2 separate regions of the Mus musculus genome follow, and region 1 is linked to region 2. A link is a contact called in public capture Hi-C data. All regions are on one chromosome and are shown on one strand. Each heading gives the region's core, a stretch centred on a gene start, on an enhancer-like site or on the middle of the called end of the contact. The rest is flanking DNA. Distances are from core to core; before and after follow the strand shown. Region 1 has its middle 26 kb from the start of Clec2e. Region 2 has its middle 12 kb from the start of Klrb1.

Region 1 (3,120 bases), core at 67-2,566, 340 kb before region 2:
ATTCTGTTATAAAATGTAGTCCTTGAGTATATGCACATTTGAATATATCCATATATGAGTATAGGTGGGAATTAAGGTAAAAACCAATTACTAGAGTACTGAGGAACCACCACACTGATTCCCATAGTGGCTGTACAAGTTCACATTCAACAATAATGTGTGCTCCCCTTGGATCCTCACCAGCACGAACTGTTGGGTTTTTGTTTTGGGGGTGTTTTTAAAATCTATTTTGGCCATTTTGACTGCTGTAAAATGAAATCTTAATGTGGTTTTGATTTGCATTTCACTGATAAATAAGAATATTGACCATATTTTTGTTTCTCAGACATTTGTAATTTTCCTTTAAGAATTTTTCAAGTTATTTATGTATTTTAATTATTAACACTCTATCACAAACACAGATGGCAAAAAAAAAAAACCCACAAAACTTCCCTTCTGTACTCTGCCACTTTGTCTAAATGACAGACAATGTGCAGAGGATTCTCAGTTTTATAGGGTGTCATTTATTTATATTTATCTTACTGCCTGTGCTAAGCATGCGCAGTTCAGAAGGTCTTTTGCTGTGCCAATGAATTCAAGGCTATTCCTCACTCTTCCTCTTATCAAGTTAGTGTATCTGGTTTTATGCTGGGGTCTTTGATCCATTTAAAACTAAGTTTTGTGCAGACTGATAAATATGAATGTATTTGCATTTTTCTAGTGAAGAGAGTTTAAAGGTCAGTTTCACCAGTACCATTTGTTGAAGATGCTGGCTTTTCTCTGGTGTGTATTTATAGATTCTTTATCAAACATCAAGTGTTCAGGAGTTGGAGAAGTGGCTCAGCTGCTAAGAGTGTTGGCTGCTCTTCCTGAGAACCTCAATTCAATTCCCAGCACCGACATGGCAGCTCACATTTATCTTTAACTCTGGTTCTAGGAGATAGACACTTAAACACAGACACATACAGGTAAAACATCAATGCACATAAAAATAAATCATTTTAAAATGTCAGATATCCATGAGCATGTAGACTTATATCTCTGTCATTAATTTGAGTCTGATGATCAGCTGGTTTGGTTTTTGTTTTGTGGCCAACACCATGCTGATTGTATCACTAAAGATTTATAGTATAATTTGAGATCACAGATAGTGATACCTTCTGTAGCCTCCCTCAGTCCTGAAGCAGGCTGATCCAGACTCTGACCTTGCTGCCACTGAGAAGGAGATTACTTAGGGTGGAGCCTTCCGACCTAGATGGCTCTTTTGTTCTGTCACCTGCCACTGCTCTCTCCAAGACACTACTACCTGCTGAGAAGCCCCTGAGACATTTTGGAGGAACATCCTATTCTGCACATCTCCTACAGGCTGGCTCCAGACACCAAGAATGGACTGGTGGGGGATGGGCCTTCCCCTTTTATAAGTAGACTCTCTTAGTAAACTGGAGGACCTTGAACGGAATCATGTCTTGGTCTCCATTAATCTCTCGCCTTCTAAGTCTCTTTCAGCCCTAGCCTGCCTCTCTGGTGTACTCAGTTCAAGTAGGTCACAGGCCAGCATACAACAACCTTCTCCAATTCTTTTATTGTTCATTATTGTTGAACTATCATTTATTTTTTTATGTGTCAATATGAAACTGAAGATTGTCCTTTCAAGAACTATGAAGAGTTGTGTTGGACTTTTAATAGAGATTGCATGGAATCTGTAGATTGCTTTAGGTACAATGGTCATTTTTACTATATTAATCCTACTGACCCATGAGCATGGGAGATCTCTCCATCTTCTAAGTGTTTAATCATCTGTAGGACCTTTCCCACAGAATTTTGAGACTCACTTATATATACTATCATGTCTTCTGCAAATGAAGGTATTTTGACTTCTTTCTCTCCTATTTGTATACTTGTGATCTCCTTCTGTTGTCTTATTGCTCTAGCTAAGCCTTCAAGATATAGAGAGGGTGGATAACTTTCCTTTCTTATGTTGACATTCATCATGAATGGATGTTGAATTTTTTTCCAAATGTATTTTTTCATCTAATGAGATGATCACATAGTTTTGTCCTTTTTAGTCTGTTTATCTGATAGATAACATTGATTAGATTTATACATCTTAAATCATCCCTATATCTCTGATATGATACTTACTTGACCATGGTTGATGGTCTTTTTTATTTTTCTTACAATTCAGTTTGAGAACTTTTGCTATGTTCATAAGGGAAATTTGTCAGTAATAGTCTTTCTTTGTTGTGTGTTAGGTGTATGAGGATAATTGTGGCCTTGTTCGAAAAAAATTATATGTTTCTACTGTTTATATTTTATGGAATAATTTGAGGAGTATTGGCATTAACTCTTCTTTAAAAGTTCTAAATCAATCTGGCCATGGATATTTTATGGTGGGTAGACATTTAATTACTGCTTCTTTTCACTAGGTATTATAGTTCTGTTTAAATGCCTGTCTGATCTTGACTTGACTTTGCTAAGTGAAATGTGTCAACAAATTTATGTGTGTCTTTTAAGTTTTCCAATAAGGTATACTACAGATTTTTAAAGTATGTCCTTATTAGTCCTGGATTTCTTCCTTGTCTCTTGTTATATACCCATTTTGTCTCTAATTTTGTTAATTTACATCTTCTCTGGTGTCTTTTAGTTAATTTGGCTAAGGACTCATAAATCTTATTGATTTTCCCAAGGAACCAACTATTTGTTTCATTGATTCTTTGAATGGTTTTGTTGTTGTTGTTGTTGTTGTTGTTGTTGTTGTTGTTGTTGTTCATTGGTTTGCTTGTTTCTGTTTCATTGATTTCAGCACTGAGCTTGATTATTTCTTTCTATCTCCTTGCTCAGCTGTTGTGAGCTACTCACCAGAGAAGAACACTCACATATAGGTTTAAGCCAATAAAGAAGCCTTATTAGCCACCTGGCAATTAAACTGCCTGTTCAGGACCCCAGAGTAGTCCCATCTTTCCCAGGGTGAGCTTTTGAGCACAAAACCACATACTTGGTTAACACACCTCATTCAGAAAGAACAATTAGCCAGAAGCAAACTATAAACTACAAAGCCAAAAAACAATATTAGTACAAGTAGACACTTTTCCTGAACTATGGGCTTTGATGGATTAGGTTTTGGTTCACATTTTGGGAGAC
Region 2 (3,069 bases), core at 30-2,529:
TCCCTGACCCAAACTCAGGCTCTCTGCTAGGCTTGAATCCTCCTGACCTCAACTTGGCTGCTCTTACTCCTAGGAACTGCACCCTCAGAAGCCCAAAGGCTCTTCCTGCCCAGTGCCCCCTGCTGCTCACCTAGGGAAACACACTTCCCAGAGCTTCATGGGCCTGGTCCCTCTGCTGCACAGTCCACATGTAGATTTATCTGGACTCTATTCTTCTGCCCTGTCACCCTCCACATTTCCTGTGAAAGATCAGTATGAGGCTGCACAAGGAGGTGGCCTTCCTCAGTGGTCACTAACAGATCTCAAACCTGAATCCTAGGGCAAACTGCTGGGGCCACCAACACTTAAGTTCTCGACACAGACTCCTACATGCTAGACTGCAGGAGAGGCTGGGACACATGGGCCGAGAATTCAACAAGAATAATAAGCATTATTTGGATGCTACTAGTTTTTGCCCACTGGTCCTCCCATCAGAGTCATTCAGTTGTAGACACCTCCTTTGAAAACCAGTAGCTCGGTATGTATTTCATTCCAACTGTTACATTTCCTTGAAAGGACTAGGTTCAGGATTTCTATCTATCTGGGTGCCATGAACTATGTGTGGTCTGGACTTGGCTGTGTGCTCTGGAGGGCAACTGGGCACCAGACAGCATCCTATTAATGACTTAGACTTTTCTTTGCCAGCTGAAGAAGTCCCTGCCCTGCTACATATATGTCCAAAATATACAAGGAGATTCAACAATTTTTACAAATTTAATAACCAAATAAAAAATGAATAAGGGACTTCAATAGGTACTACAGAAAAAGAAAAACACACTGACGGCCAAAATTATTTTAAAGAAGGAACAGAATACAAAACATGAAGTCAGTGTAAATCAAACTTCATGGCAAATCACTTCCTGCCTATCAGCCAAACAGAAGAAGGCAAATATCACAAAGAAATGGGAGAAACTGGAGCCTCTGAACATTGTCTGTGGGAATGTGATGAACATTGTCTGTGGGAATGTGAAATAGTGCAGCCTCTGGAAAACAGTGGATATTCTTCAGAAACTTAAATGGGACAGCAGCTTGATTCAGTAATCTGTCTTCTATCTGAAATCTGAAATTGATCATCTGAAATGATCAAAATTCAGGCCTTTAAGAGATCACATGACCACTTTTATAACCATACATGATGTGTAGCCAGCTTAAATCCCTGCCAACAGCTAAGTGTATATTCATCCAGTGGAATGGTAGTCAGCTGTTAGAAAGAAGATATATGGTTCAGGAAACAGGAGAACTTGGAGAACCTTATGCTAAATTGTGCCCTTCCCCCAGCATTGAATAGGCTAAACAAATCTCTGAAGGTTTTACAACCCAGCTGGACTCACTGCCTGGCCTTGCCACATTTGCATTTCCTACAGAGCCTTGAGCCTATTGAGCTTACTTTGCAACTCAATCCAGCTGAAACAAAGCAACAGAACCCAGTCAATGGGGCTTTGGGTTTTGCCTATATAAAACCAACTGAAAATTAAACATTGAGCCATGTTCAGAGAAACTTTGTCTTGACTTCATTCTTCTCTTGCCCACCTGTCCTATTCCATTCCCAGCCTCTCTTTCAGGTGTTCTCAGTTCCCTCTGGCTGCTGGACAGCTACACTAAGTAAGTAAGCAACTCAAAGAAAACAAATGCTGCCTGATTCCACACACAGGAAGCATCTGCAGTAGTCACCTGTGAACATCAAGGAAAGGAGAAATGGTCACCAGGGAATAGGGAGGGTGGAGAATAAGTAATTACATATAGAAAGTCAACCAGGCTCCGTAAATGCTAGAGACCTGCTGTACTACATTGCATCAGTCATCCCCAGATCTACTTTGGGTACAAAGTAAAAATGAGAAAAAGGGAGAAAGAGATGGGGGAGGGGGCTTGATTAGACCCTATCTCTGAGCTCTAGATGATCCTGCAACCATTTTCACCTAGGACAGAGGGGAAATACCTCCCTTGTGGTCTAGCAAAAACACTTCTGTGACTGATACTAGGAATCCAGCCTGTGCTTCTAAAACATACACTTCAAAGTCTCAGATTGGCCCAAGAGTCAAGGCTGTGAATGATCCAAATTGCTGTGACTGGTCAGAAACCAGTGGCCATGCTGGTCCAAAGGCTTTTTCTCAAGCTTCTCAGGAAGGTTGCTCTGTCTGACCAAGTCTGCCAGATGCCCTGATGCCCTCCTGTGCCCTTCCTCTGGTATTGCAACATCATTCCTCAAAAAGCTTCTATGGAGTGGTCTTCTCATGCCTTCTCTAAGCACTTCAGTCTGAGCAAGTAACACTAGGGAAGTAGCAGCAGGGAGAGCAGAGGTGACAGGACAGGAAACAGACGAGCAGAGGTAGGAACCGCTGAGTGTAGGCAGTCGTGCTGTGAACACAGCAAGGCAGCTGCTGCTGGACAGCTGAAGAAGCAGCAGATGATCGGTTTGTGAACAGTCAGGGAGGGAGAAGGGAAAAGAGGACAAAGAGGGCAGAGCTGAGGTTGAAGGAGCATAAAGGGCTGTAAGGAGCGAGAGAGAAGAGATATAGCAGGTCTTTGTTCTGGAAAGCTACCAAATCTTCATGGACAAGGGCCTCAGACCTGGGGCAGAGATCTGCAACACCAGCAGAGACAGGAAGTGAAATGGGGTCTCAGGGTGTTGATTACATAGATGTTGGGTTTGAGACTGAGGGCTCTTACTTATTTTTAGTACTTGGACCATTTATGTGGTCACCAGTTTTGACCAACACCCATTTCTGAAAGAGACTTGTCTGGCCAAGGTTGAAAGGTGATTCTTCTACAAAAATAAAAATAAATAGTTTGAAGGCAGTTTATTTGCATGTTCATTTGTCAAAACATCACTAGTAGATTCCTTCATAGGAGCTTCTTTGCCTCTCACTACTCAATGGGATCCAATTTCAAGATAAATGTTTGAGGGAAGATAACAGAGACTCTACTTTCAATACCTATGGTCATATATCCAGAAGTAGGGCTGTAAGTACCATACTAATCTATTTGCTTTCTTTCCTTTAAAAAATTGATGACTAATTACAATTTACCACC

The links. Capture Hi-C pulls out chosen DNA fragments and counts their contacts.
Region 1: a capture Hi-C map of embryonic stem cells shows a contact between it and region 2, with 4 times the contacts expected there. The contact joins two enhancer-like sites. A contact is called at or near these places in 1 of 115 datasets of contacts at active chromatin or transcription factors (embryonic stem cells) and 1 of 9 other capture datasets (embryonic stem cells).

What each region holds. Positions count from the first base shown.
Region 1 is chr6:129,073,542-129,076,661 of GRCm38.p6, reverse strand. No RefSeq gene overlaps it. Among named protein-coding and RNA genes, the nearest start is that of Clec2e, 26 kb to the left of the region's middle. Within about 2 kb of position 1,316, at least 2 of the 459 cell types and tissues checked have an H3K27ac peak or open chromatin away from gene starts, as enhancers often do. A contact at or near this core is called in embryonic stem cells, where this site is marked.
Region 2 is chr6:128,733,376-128,736,444 of GRCm38.p6, reverse strand. No RefSeq gene overlaps it. Among named protein-coding and RNA genes, the nearest start is that of Klrb1, 12 kb to the right of the region's middle. Within about 2 kb of position 1,279, at least 25 of the 459 cell types and tissues checked have an H3K27ac peak or open chromatin away from gene starts, as enhancers often do. A contact at or near this core is called in embryonic stem cells, where this site is marked.